Linked DNA regions of Mus musculus: region 2 is linked to region 1. Evidence: chromatin contacts called from public HiChIP or PLAC-seq data. All regions are on one chromosome and are shown on one strand. Each heading gives the region's core, a stretch centred on a gene start, on an enhancer-like site or on the middle of the called end of the contact. The rest is flanking DNA. Distances are from core to core; before and after follow the strand shown.

Region 1 (6,880 bases), core at 2,172-4,671:
AAATAATTAAAATTTAAAAGGCAGCTTCCTTCTTAAATCTGTCCTACAGATCTACCAACTTTGTTCTGATAGTTAAATCAAAATTAAACTGTATACAAAACATCACACAATACAGCAATGACTGTGCGTTGAATGGGTATACACAACCAATTCTCCATCTGGAGCAAAGCTCTGAGACTGCTCTGATTTTTAATTTTCTTTATATGTGTTTAAGTATTTTGCGTGCATGTACGTGCATGCTCTCTGTGTGTGTGTGTGTGCATGCGCGCGTGCGCGTGTGCAATGCCTACAGTGATCACAGCTGGTTCTGGGTACCCTGGAACTGGTTTTGAGCCATTATGTAGGTACTGAGAACCAAACTTGAGTCCTATGCCGAGGCAGCAAGTCCTCATAGCTGCTGAACCATCTCTCTAGCCCCCAATTCTGTTCTTCAAGGCTAGTGCACTAAGTAAGAACTGCTTAGTGCCATGAGGAGCTGGACTCATTTCCTGGACAACAGGAAAACGCCTTAAAAAGCACACCTGTGAGCCCTGAATGCGCAGGCTGGAGGCAGGGGCACAGTGAATTCGAGGCTAAAAGCAGGCTGCATAATGAGAATCTGTCCCAAAAACCACCGAGGTGAATTCTGACACATGCTACAGCACAGGTGAACCTTGAAGACACTAAGCAAAGTTAGCCTATCACAAAAGGGCAGACATTGTCTGACTTAACCTAAGGGGAAGGTGCTTAGCTGTGTACAGTGTCGCCGCAGAAGATGGTGGTAGTGATGTATCTGGTGCCACCTGTGCATTTAAAGATAGAAAACTGCATTCTAATGCCTGGTGAATAAAAATGTCCGAGATTTAGAAGACTCTTAAATTGTCCTGAAAAGCACTGGTTTAAGAAAATAATTGTGATGTAGTTCTAAGCTCCCAGGCAAGAAGCTCCTAACTCTTCCTCCCCTGCCTTCAATCCCCGCCATGCCTTGGTTACAGCGAAGTAATCAGTCCACTTCCTCTCCTGCCTCTCTTCTTTCTAAATCGCCATAGCTGTTCCAAGCAGTCACCATCGTTTCAAGTCCTCTAGCCAAGCTACAGGGTTCCTTTACATTTAAAACTTCCAACAGTTCCCAAGGCCAACAGGGCATCAGCAGTCTTTGCAGGGCCCTCTCCAGCCCCATCCCCCACCACTTTTCCACCACCAGCCTCGAGCCCTTTCTTAAGTCCTCATACCTCTACAGGGTGCCACATGGTGCCTTGGAAACGCTTCCCTGGTCTTCCCCAAGGTGAGGAGCAGCGACTTCTCGGAAGGACTGCAGACAGTCCTCAGACAGCCCAGACCACGCAGGCAAGTGGACTGCAGACTCCCTGACCAGCCTGGGCTTGAGATCCAGTGTTTACCACACTACACTACACTGCATCGGGTTTCTAGTTCCCGACCCATCCCTGACACGTCCGCAGCAGAACACCTCAGATAAGCAGCTCTGTGTCACTCAACTTCAGTAAGCCCCCAAGATACCTCCCATCATGCATAGTCCACCTCTCAGCCACAGATAGGCAGCCCTCAGCACCACTGCTGATGGCGGTGTGCAGTCAGCAGAAGGGCAGAGCAAGCACGCACTTGGTCACTATTCAATGGACGGCTGCTCAAATGAGCCTGACTTATTACCCCTTTGCAAGTGAAAGGTCAGGAACGTATGTCCTAGAAGCCTGGTGATCGAGAAGTTCCCAGAACATTCTGGAATCAGAGGAGCTTGGAGGATGACAGTACTTCCTGAGTTTGTGGGAAAAATGGGAACGGAGTAAGTGACCTAACAAGTTTCTAGATCTGTTGTTGTCCACAAAAGAATGTACAGAAAAAAAGAAGAGAGCAAGATGGGTAAGAACCAGGAAAAGGGAGGGAAAAAAAAAAAAAACCAAACCAGCGCCAAGTACAATGTTTTGTAAAAGCCAGGATGCTGTTAATCTCTGTAGCTCTTGACACAGAATGAAAATGTAGTGATCTCCCGAGATGCTCTCTTTCCATTCTTTTATTTCTTTAAGGAAAACTAAGAACCACCTGTAGTTTGGAGTCCATGCAGGTTTGCAGCCTGCAGCCCTTTCCGCACACCTTGTGCCTGTACCATCTGGGTTACACACAGCACATGTCCTGGTCCTAGGTCTCCGGTGTCTCCTCTCACACTCCTGGTCTTTCAATCTCTGTCCGTGCTCACCCCCTGCACATTCTGCAGGACCAGGCTGCGTCCTGTGAGGCTGCCCCACTGATTGAAAGATGACACTAACCATAATCATATTTTTTTGTACTAAAAGGAACTTATCAACAATAGTTGCTTTATCGCAACATAAGCTATCAAGACTGCTCTGTAAAAAAAAAATCTGTAATTTGGCACTAAGTAATTTTTGCCACTTTGATTTAGTTTCTGTATTTATCAGACCTAAGCATTTTTCTTTAAAGAAGAACTGGAAAGCAATCACTATATCACGTGGTGAAGAAAATTTAGGGGGGCCTTGACGTTTAACCTATAAAAAGTCCCTGATTCATTTAACCTTAAATCTTTATTGAAATCTGAGAACATGCTATGTCCCACTGGGAGACTTACGAACTATTTTCCTAATGTGAAAACTGATTATGCATCATACAGATATATAATGGAAGGGTATCAAGTATGATCTCAATTAACCATTTTAATCGTATTTGTTATATATAAATTCCAAGTTTAGTTAACAAGAACAGTAAGAGAATCACACTTAATGTAGGTGATAAAAAGAAGGGAATTTCACAATCTCTTAGACAGGCATTAAAAAGCAAGACTGGCAGGGAGGGGGAGAGGAGCAGGGGCTGCCGAGAGGGTAGAGGAGTCTGCCTCAAAGCCTGAGAATGATCTGACCCACTCAGGAGGAGGAGAGAACCAACTGTCACAGGTTGTCCTGACCTCCACATGTGTGCTGTGGTGGACATACTGGTTGATGCACACACATAACAGATGCACTTCAAGGACATCTTGAAGCAGTACTTGGAGGGGGAAAAAGCTAAGAAGGTAAACAGATTTCACTTACAGTTAAGAGACTCCCGAAAGTGAGGCAAGGACCCTCCTGTAGAGGGCGCCATCCCTGGGATGCACGGGGGTTCTAAAAGGAATCCAGAAGATATGTCAACATCAAAGGAAGGAATTTCTAGAATGCCAGCCACCCTTCCTCCCAATCTTGAGCATTTAAAAAGCCATCAATGTACATGTTATAATCCAAGTTCCAAAACTGTTTTATTCCACTTAAAAACTGCTGTCTCCATTGCAGTCTTGCAGGCAAACACAGCCCTCTTTAAACCCCAACACCTGAGGGCTCTGGAACATTCCAGAGTCTCTCCTTCCTGCCAGGAACACAGCAGGTTCTCCCTTCCCCGCCATGCTGCAGATCTGGCTCCCTCCTCTAGTCCTGCTCCAAACCACAGCACAGGCACAGGCCCTGGCCTGCCAGGCTGTTTTTCTCCCTAACAGTGTAACTATCACTGCTGGGCCTCTCTTGTGAGAGGTTTCAATCTGGGTCCTGGCTGTGCATTTTGGACTCCTTAGGGCTTTGCCCACTGAATGCTTAGAACCAAAGCAGTTTCATTTTCCCTCAGAGTTTGCTCTTCTTCCCAGTTCTGACATGCCTCGTTTCTCTCTCTCCTTCATCACTTGCTCTTCACTCTGCTGCCTCCGCTGTCCCACCCGCTCTACCTCCCCCGTCAGTGCCCTCAACTAACTCTATCCCCACTGGCGGGCTTGATGACAGCACAGGGCAGATCTCACTTCAATCTATATTCAACACTACAGCCGGCTTCATCTTCCGTGGATACCACAGGGGGGTGAGTGGGAGAGAAGCTCATTTTTCCCTTTTGAAAATGTTAGCATCCCTCCTTGTCAGAACAGACAGGACAGTGTGTAGGTCTCACAATCTGTTCCCAGATTCTTCGACATTCCCCTTGAAAACATGAAAGTTAGTTCCCCTGCTCTTGAATGTGGGTTGAACTTACAGCTTGTTTCTAGAGAATAGAATGTGGAGAGACAGGTGATGAACGGCTTCCAAAGGGAAAGTCAAAAGGCACTGACTGAGGCACCTGTCTTGGTCCCCTGGATTACTTGATCTGGGGGTGAAGTGGCCAGGTCTTATGGACACTCTACTCTGTGGAGAGACTCACAGGGAGAACTGAGGTCTCCAGGAGTCACCAGCACCAGGAAGTACACCACTTTGGAAGAGGACTGGAACCTAATATTATGACTTCAATATAAGACGAGACCCCAGTCCTGAACCCCAACCCCAGACACAGGTAGACACACCCAGTTTTTACTGTTGACTCCAATCTCTGGATTTGAGGGTGAGTTGTAGCTTGCCAGCAGGAGATCAAACCTCAAGTGTTTCTTTGGGCCTCACCTCAGTCATCCATCACCTGCTGTCCTTTCCTTATCTTTGCATACAGATCCCATTTTAGTCTAGGCCATTACTGTCGCTGGCAAAGTAAGCTCAACCCGTGCCATTAGCACACCAAACCAGTGGTGCACCACACCACTTTCAGCACTTTCTTTTGGGGAGGAGGATATTAAAACAAGGTCTCACTACGCAGTCCTTGGCTGACCTAGAACTTGCTGTTCAGTCCATGCTGGTCCCAAATTCACTGAGATCCACCTGCTCCTGTCCCTTGAATACTAGGATTGAAGTCCCTAGACCCAGTGACTCACTCTTCTGGGCTCAATTCAAGGTCTACATTCATGGAAACTTTACTTACTTTCTAATGTATGTAAATATGGTTTCCAAGACTGTGTTGTAGCTACTCAAGGCAAACACTGTGACTTCTGCCACTTTGTTATTTGTAGTACTCTGGTAACTGAACCCGCACACTAGACAGGCACTGAATGACTAAGCTGCATCCCCAGCCACTTCTACCTTATATAATCCATGTTCATGAACACAAAAAACTTTTAGAGCAGGAGCATCTTTCATGTTTTTTTTTTTCCTTTAAAATTTTTGGAGAGGGCTCGAGAGATGGCTCAGTGGTAAAGAGCACTGACTGCTCTTCCAGGGGTCCCGAATTCAATTCCCAGCAACCACATGGTGACTCGCAACCATTTGTAATAGGATCCATGCCACCTTCTGGATTTGTCTGAAGACAGCTACAGTGTATTCATAGAAAATAAATAAGTAAACCTTTTTTTAAAAAGTTTGGAGATCTGGTAATAATGTACATATGCAATAAAGTTTGCATGACTATCAAATGGTTTGAGAGGATAACTTGGCAGCATTTATTACCTCCAAAATCCAGATGGTTTATGAATAAGGAATTCTAATTCTAGCTGCTTAGAAGAGGAAAAAATTAAAAGTAACAAGCATACATCAACAGAGGCAAAGTTAAATTAAATTAGGACACGGCAGACTACTCTGGATCCATTTTACAAGATAAAATAGGTCAACATGTACTGACCTGCTCAACAGAATATTAAGTGGAAAAAATGCAAGTTTCATAATAAGAAATGTGTAAAACCCATCAGAGGAAGACTTTACAAACATCTCAAAGGAGGAACAAATGAAAACTCAACCAAATAAGAGCTCTTGTATTTTCTGATATAGAACAAGCTAATGTCACTAAAATGCCAGCTCACTGTAATTAAATTCATAAAATTAATGTAAGTTCCAAAATATACTAAGTTTTTAAGTGGATGATTGATAAGAGGATTTCATATTGAAAAATGAATGAATAGAATAGCCAGGGAAACTCTCAGGTACTAGAGGGGACGATGGTATGTTCTTCTAGGTGATATATTCTAACATAAAGCCTACATAATGGACAGATCAGATAGAAAGACCAAGGAATCCACACAACAAAGTAAAGAGCAGGCTCAAGGAGACATGCAGCTTTGTGCAAACTAAAGGAAACACGTGAAAAAGCACTTGACAATAAACGATGCTAAAGTGACTGGAGAGCCATTTCGAGAGTCATGAACTTAGATCTGTACCTCAGACCACTCACAAGAATAAGCTGTACAAGTCCTGGAGGAGGACTGGCTTGTTCTCTCACACTGCTGTGGAGCAGGCGAACTAGGACTCAGTCAGAAATAAGAAAGACTCATCAGTTTGACTACAGATATTTTTCAAAACTTGAGAAGGTAGTGTGGTGACTCACAGCTGTCATCCCAGTACTTGGAAGGCTGAAGCAGGAGGATTGCCAGAAGCCGAGGGCAGTCTGAGCTCCACATCGAGTTCCAGCCTAGCCAGGGCTAGACTGAGACCCAGTTTCAAAAGCAAACCAAAAAAAGCCCATCCATCAAAACAAAACAAAAACAAAAAACTTAAGTATAGTCAAAACCAAAACCAAAAAATTGTAAATACTACTTATAAATAAGTAATAAAAATCTAAGAAAGGTTATCCCATGAGCTTGTTTTTATTTGAAAAATGGAGGAAAAACCGACAGACAAGACAGACACAGAGAGAAAAGCCGGCCTTAACAACGGTGTCAACCTTCTCAGGGGTGGCATTATGCCTCCAGTGTGATACAGTGAGGATATAATGTCTGAAGGGTGACACATCCACAAAAGCACAAACCCTGACTATCATAGGAGCAAACATCAAACAAACCAAATGGAAGCACCTTCTCCATAGTGATTGGCTAGTATTCTTCAAACATGGCAACGGCAGCAAGCACACAGGGATAGGCAGGTAAGGCAGAGGATGAAGCTGCAGGAGAGGTGTCTAGCCCAAAGGATGTTTTCAAAAACATTTGAAAACAATGAGTTTAACTAGAGTTACTTTACTCTGGGGATCATGTTTACCTCAGAGACACAGGATGCCAAACAAAAAGCCCAACGATGAGGTGTGGGACACCTGCCCTCAAATTTGTGGTGGGAGATATTCTGGAAATCCCCAAAACAGT
Region 2 (6,880 bases), core at 1,950-4,449, 170 kb after region 1:
GCTCTCATAGATTCTAATAGCATAGCTTAAGAGGAAAATTGGAAACAGGTTTCAGATGTTTGATGGGTGGAGATCCTCTCTCCCCCACATGTGTGTATGTACAACAGCCTAACGCATTGACACGTGGGTGTTAGTTAACTGTATGTCACTGTGACTACATGCCTGACAGTGTCCGTTTAAGGGAGGGGAGATTTACGCTGGTTCATGGTTTCAGGCACTATGGCCCGTTATGGAAGGGAGACCGTGGCATTGCTGTTGGTTGGGCTTTGGCAGATTATTCACATTCTGGCTGGCCAGGAAGCAGAGAGCTTAATAGGAAAGGGGGCTGGGTTTTAACCTTCAAAACTCCACCCTCAAAGACTCACCTCTGCCAGTTATAGCTCCTGCCACACAGTTTGACAATCTTCCAAAACAGCGCCACCAGCTGGCACCAAGTGCTAGCACATGAACCATGAGAGAGTTCATACTGAACTGCCTACAGACACATCTATGTTGGCTGTGCTTAGATCATCAAGAAAGGTCTGCAAACCTTGCAGATACATATTTTTGTTTGGTTGGGGTTTTGTTTGTTTTGTTGTTGGTTTTGTTTTGTTTTTGAGACAAGGTGATATAGAAATTGCAATCCTCCTGCCTCAGCCATTCAAGAGCTAGAATTATGGACCACCACACCCACCCAGCACTGGAGATGCATTTGAAAGACAGCAGGATGTGATTTGCCAGTCCATAGGGTGGAACTTAAAGCCCTACCTTTGCCAGTTACACTGACAGGAGGTGGTTGGTCCCTTTCTCGATGCTTAGGACAGGGTACCCTTTAGAGCCGCCTGGCAGCCTGCTGGGCGGTGTCACTGTGTGGCTTTTTCAAAGCCCAGAGGAATCTGAGACGCAAGTGAGAGGAACGATGCGTGAAAACAAAAGGCAGTGGAAAGAGTGACCAGCCAGCAGGCTCCGGCAGGCTAGAACGCTCTGTCCTTGTTATTGCTGCTTCATGAAAATGCCGCGGGCCTTCTGGCAGGGTCTACAAGGTAGAAGCTTCCTGGGAAAACAAAGACCAGGGATGCGGACCTGGAGGTTGGGGTTCTAGTTTCCCACTTCCCTATGGATGCTCCACAGAGAGGTCAGAGACCCCAGCGCCCCCTGTGTCTGCTGACCTTTCTTCTGTCCTGGCTGCTTTCCCGAGAGGTTTTTCCCTCCCACTCACAAGCAGCGAGCTCTGGTCTCAGAGGCCTAGCAGGACTCAACTGGAAGAGAGGCTGGGTGGTGCCTGCTGTCGGTAGAGAGATCTAAAGGTCAGCAGAGGGGAAGCAGCCGGGCCCTCCATCCTGGCCAAGGCGCGTTTGTCACAAAGCAATGACTCTGCTTGAGATGTCCTCATTCCCCCTGTTTCCTTCTGAGCTCGGAAGGACTGGCTACTGCCACACTAAGGCAGCCTCTCTTCAATCTTCAAGAAACCAGGAAAGGGAAGAGCCCGAGTTTCTACTCCTTGGAAGAATTCTGGATTCACCAGAAGTCATCCTTCACATTCCCTCTTCAGAGTCTCCTTTCTTTGATCTATAAAATACCAGATTGCAAAGAAGGGACTTAGTCCACATTCTCCTTTTGTCTTAAAAAGTGGCTGTGAGGACAGCGGTAAAAATAGACCTTTGCGGATACAATAGGACTGAGTAGGGTGTGGTTCGCTGGCAGCTGCACAAGCCCTTGTTTCTTTTGGTCTTGGAATGTTCCAGACTTTGCCTCTGCCTGGTGAAATCCTAAAACACTAGCTTCAAAGTGGCTCCTTGGGAGTGAGACTCCTGTCTCTAGAGTCAGCCATTCCCTTCTTTCTGATCCCCTAGCACTTCACTCTTACAAAAGGCATACATTGGAGCTGTGGAGGGGGGGTCTCAGGAAGACCCCCCTCCTTTCTCTAGACCCTCTCTCTCCTCTCTCTGTCTGTCTGTCTGTCTCTCTGTCTCTCTCTTTCTCTCTCTCCCTCCCTCCTTTTCAGTACTACATGGTGGAAAGGGATTGAGGAAGACCCCCGACATCCTTCTGCATACATATACATATACACACAAATGTATACACACACATGCACACAAGCATATATAACATCATATTTTGTTATAATTGCTTATTTGGGATTATGCCTTATTGCTTTTCCTCAGCATCTATAGACTGTATTTTAGCATCATAGTTCCTTAATAGGTGTTTATCATATGAGTCAAGGTTTCTTGGCACTTGTATTTCTGTCTCAAGTGTTTATTTTGTCTGTTTGACTGCGTGCTTGCTGATTTTTTTTTCAGTGCTGTGGACAGGTATTCCTGTCCACACTCAGGAATTCAAACACACTAAACAAGTAGTCTACCATTGCATACCCCCTCTATCCCTGCCTCTGTTTCTCAATTAGCCCTGGCCTCTTCTTCCTTAGGGTGAAATGCTGGCCGTTTCAGTTCAATGTAGAATACAGGGTTTGCTAAAATGAAATGTAATTTCTTTCCTAAGGAATTGTTCTAGTAGGAATGTGTTTCAGATAGATCACTTCTGCTACAGGTACAGGAACTGTTTTCAGGAAACATTGCCACCATTACCTCCGAGAGGCAAGTTAGTGGTTGTTATTTTCCATTTACAGATGGGCAATTGGAAGTTTTCCTTTTCATTTACCAATCACTCTGCTTAAAGAAGTATGTGAGGAGTGTTGAGGGTTCCCAAGGTGTGAGAGACGGCTCTGAAGAAGGTTATCCTCCTCTCTGAAAGAAAAGACATTTGCACATGAAGGCAGCTGTGATTTGGGAGCCGTGATGTGAGGTGTGTGAATGGTCCCAGCAGAACTTCCAAATGGAATATAAAAGGTAGGTCAAAGAGTGTCCAGCCAGCAGGAGTGTGGCCATCACTGTGCCGTTTGAGGTGGATAGATTCTGTGCTGTTTGGTGTCCATTTGGCCTCTGTTGGTTTCTTGTGACTGCTGTAACAAATTAGCACAAACTGGCTGACTTAAAACAACAGAATTTTATTTTTCTTCCAGTTCTAGAGGCCACCAGTCTAAAATGAAGGTTTGGGCAGGGTCAAAGTCTCTTGAGGCTTGGAGGGGGCAGGGATAATCGGTCTCCTGTTTCTTCCAGTTAGTGATAGCCTCAGGCTTTCTTTGGTTCCTGGCCACTCCAGTCTAATCTGTTTCTGTGGTCACATGGACTCCTCCAACGTTGTAAACCTCCCCCTGCTACTCCCTGTAGGAATGTGTGTGACTGAACTAAGGTCCCACCCAGATTGTGGGCTAAGCCTCCCCTCTCATGACCCTCAACTGAAATCACGACTTTTGCCATGGAATGCAGTAAGTACCATTGGGTTCTGGAATCAGGCTGTGCACATTTACTAGGGGACAGGGAAGACTATATTCTTCTCTGCCCTGGGCTGTAGTTGATAATCTGTTACCCCCATGCTATGTCACCTGGCTTCCTTTGTCCTCTGGCTAACCCTTGGGCTTTCGAATGGGAGACATTAGTAAATCTCAGAGAGGAGGAGGAAGAGGCAGTGAGGCTCCCGTCTTTAGCAGGGTGCTCTCATGATCACTAGCAGTGATAGCCATGTTCTGCCATACTTCCTGTTCTTTCTGGGACTCTGTTCCCTTTTCTCTTCATCCCTGGCTTCTACTAACACGATTCTGCTAGTGCCTAGCACCCTAACTACCCATAACTCTGCCTATGCCCTGTAGATATGTCCTAACCACCTGATTTTCAAAGCCTCAGTTGATTATGACTTCAGGTTCCTGCCATGATCTGGGCTGATAAAAATCTCAAGAGGCAATGCCATTGTTTCAACAGAGCTAAACTCAGGGGACCACAAGCTATGCTGAAACAGCATGAAGTGCTGTTTCTATATCCTGCTGGTGTCTTGCTGTCATGACTCTTACCTCTGCTGGCCTTGCTCCATGGTGCTTCTTATTTTATTTTATATTTTATTTCATTCTTCCACCCATGCCATCTGCTGCCGCCCTGGTGTCTGCCACCGTTGACCGTGGCTGTCATCTTCCATGTGCCATTTATTTATTTATTTATTTATTTATTTATTTATTTATTTGGTTTTTCGAGGGTTTCTCTGTATAGTCCTGGCTGTGCTGGAACTCACTCTGTAGACCAGGCTGACCTTGAACTCAGAAATTCGCCTGCCTCTGCCTCCCAAGTGCTGGGATTAAAGGCGTGTGCCACCATTCCCGGCCTTCCATGTGCCATTTAGTTCAGTGCTGATGCCCTCTAGTTTTATTTCACACCCTGTCCCTTAAAGGGGCCCAGCTGGGTCAACAGTTATTGTCCCAGCATCATCAAAGAGTAGATTTAGAAGGATGAGAAGTTACTAAAGGTTTTTAAACATGGGGAGCAAGATAAAATCCATCTTAGGACTACTTACAGCCGGGCGTGGTGGCGCACGCCTTTAATCCCAGCACTCGGGAGGCAGAGACAGGCAGATTTCTGAGTTTGAGGCCAGCCTGGTCTACATAGTGAGTTCCAGGACAGCCAGGGCTACACAGAGAAACCCTGTCTCCAAAAAAAACCAGGACTACTTACTTGATGGCAGGAGTCAGTGTGGAAACAAAGAGAAAAGTTAAAAAACAATTATAATAGTCCGAGTGAGAATGTGGGGGTCCAAACCTGGCAAAGGGAAGGCTCCTGTGAGACACTCAGGAAATGAGGCATGCAGGAGCAAGCCAGTTATGAGTTCCCAGCTCTGAATTCCTTTTAGCACCAAGGTCTCATTCAATAGTTTTACTTTGTTTTCAAACAAACTTCACATTTTAAGGGAAATATGCAAATACCGCTCGGCGTGCTGATACTGACAGCATGATTTTTAAGATTTATTTTTATCTTTGTGTGTATGTATATATGTATGACATCATTATCAGCTATTATCTCTTGGAACACACTCAAGCGAATCCAAGAAGCGGTGGTCCTATGAAGAGAAATTGAACTTGAATATTTTATTTAGTTTATGTTTTCTAGAAAAACAGAACCCAAACTGAGACATTAAGCCAATGTTTTATTTAGGAGATGAGATCCTGGGGCAGCGGCGAGTTGAGAGGAAAAGGGAAGCAGAAGAAGACAAGGTCTGCCAGAGAGACAGACGGTATGCCTGCACAAGGGGCTTTGCACAATAGTACCTTGCTACAGGATGAAGCCATGCCTCAGATAAGGTCTTGGGAGGAGGAATGACAAGGAATTCACCTTCTCGGGGCCTTCCCCTTTCCTGTTTCCCAGTGGTCCACGTTCACTCCATTAGAAATCACTTTTCTCACATGCTGGGTCATGTCACCTGTTCCCACTGTTAGCTTCCTCACCAGCTACAACCAACTCGCTGTAGCACAGCCTTTAACCTTGGTTGAAGAGTACAGAGAAGCTAGAAACTTGCATCGGTACCTGTTGGGCCTGGTTGCTCCGTGGTAGAGGGGCAGGCGCAGGGGTAGGGTGGGGAAGCAGCTCTGGGTTGTAGGGCTATCTGGGCTACAAACAGAGGGAGTCACAGGCAGTCATGGTGAGACAGGATGGGCAACTGAGAATTTGGGAGACACTAGGAATAGACTCGGGGAGAGATGGATGGGGTAGAAAATGCCGTTGCATCTCCACAAGCACTAGAGCCTCAGAACCGGAACCACCCAGGGAAAACAGTCCTTTGAAAGCTGCAGGAGCAATAACAATTTATATCCCATATCTGATGAATCCTACACAGCGTTGACTAGTGAGGTAGGAACATGGGTTCTGGAGCCAGGCAGACTTATGCTTGTAAGTCACCCCGTGTGTGCAGTGGGCAGTTTCCTCATCTTCTCTGAGCCTCAGTTCCCCTGCCCTTTCTATGTGGATGATCAAAATAGTCAGTTCATGTTGTAGAGTTTACATGATGCTCAGTATACAGTAGATGCTAAGTAAACCCCAGATTCCATGTCCCTTTATCTTATTCTGAGATGACTGTATAACATCACCGATATTCCTTCTCCAGCCAAACTCTCCTGTGCTGCTCCTAAGTGCCTACTGAATAGCATGAGGTCTTCTAGCTTGAGTCTCTCTATTATTTTCAAGACAAGAACCTCCCTCCGGGCCCTGTGATTATGGAGTGCCACTAAAACGGGTGGCTTCCTTCAGGGGACACATTAGGCCCTAAGAAAGCAGCATGTTAACCCATCCCCATTGGTAAATCGTAGGTAGGACATACATGAAACAGCCTGTGTGTTCTTTTAACCTTTACCCTTTCAAAGTAGAAAGGTTCTTGGATACTTTAAGAAGGCACAGATAGGGGACTGGAGAGATGGCTCAGTGGTTAACAGCATTGGCTGCTGTTCCAGAGGACCCAGGTTCAGTTCCCAGTACCTATATGGCAGCTCACAACTGTCTGGAACTCCAGTTCCAGGGGATCTGGTACCCTCATGTATGCCAAACAACAAATGTACATAAAAATAAATAAATAAATAAATAAATAATGTGCAGATGAATAGAGTTGAGGTGGAACCACATAAGAAAAAAAAGCCCTTTTAAGATTTTTAAAGATTGATTTCTGAGAAGTTTAAAATATTTATTTTAAATATAAAATATTAATATATTTATAGAAACTCTGGATCTGGAAAATACAATTATAAGGATTACTTTTTAATGTATGTAAGTGCATGCCTGTGTAGGTATGTATGCCACATGTGTGCAGGTGTCCACAGAGGCCAGAGAGGGGGCCTGGATCTCTGGAGTTGTGAAACACTGTATATGGGTGGGGGGAACCCAACCTGGGTCTTCTGCAAGAGCGGCATGTGTTCTTATGCACTGAGCTACCTTTCTAGCCCTAAGACTTTGAAAAGTGATAGAGTGTGTATTACTAGTTATTAAATATCATCCAATTTTTTCTTTCAGTATCACTCCCTCCCCCATCTTAT

The links. HiChIP or PLAC-seq counts read pairs in DNA pulled down with a chosen protein or histone mark.
Region 2: an H3K27ac HiChIP or PLAC-seq map of trophoblast stem cells shows a contact between it and region 1, with 19 read pairs. The contact joins two enhancer-like sites. A contact is called at or near these places in 1 of 39 promoter capture datasets (embryonic stem cells), 12 of 484 Hi-C or Micro-C datasets (the 63-12 cell line, B cells, the HL-1 cell line and 5 more), 9 of 115 datasets of contacts at active chromatin or transcription factors (CD8 T cells, bone marrow-derived macrophages, differentiating embryonic stem cells and 5 more) and 1 of 9 other capture datasets (embryonic stem cells).

The regions. Positions count from the first base shown.
Region 1 is chr6:31,194,745-31,201,624 of GRCm38.p6, forward strand. The region is part of intron 1 of Lncpint (long non-protein coding RNA, Trp53 induced transcript); the gene reads right to left. Among named protein-coding and RNA genes, the nearest start is that of Lncpint, 20 kb to the right of the region's middle. Within about 2 kb of position 3,422, at least 19 of the 459 cell types and tissues checked have an H3K27ac peak or open chromatin away from gene starts, as enhancers often do. A contact at or near this core is called in trophoblast stem cells, where this site is marked.
Region 2 is chr6:31,369,667-31,376,546 of GRCm38.p6, forward strand. The region is part of intron 2 of Mkln1os (muskelin 1, intracellular mediator containing kelch motifs, opposite strand); the gene reads right to left. LOC115490343 (a long non-coding RNA gene) reads left to right here. Exons shown (of 2, transcript XR_003956274.1): 1 at 1-2,828; 2 at 5,016-6,880. Among named protein-coding and RNA genes, the nearest start is that of Mkln1os, 26 kb to the right of the region's middle. Within about 2 kb of position 3,200, at least 42 of the 459 cell types and tissues checked have an H3K27ac peak or open chromatin away from gene starts, as enhancers often do. A contact at or near this core is called in trophoblast stem cells, where this site is marked.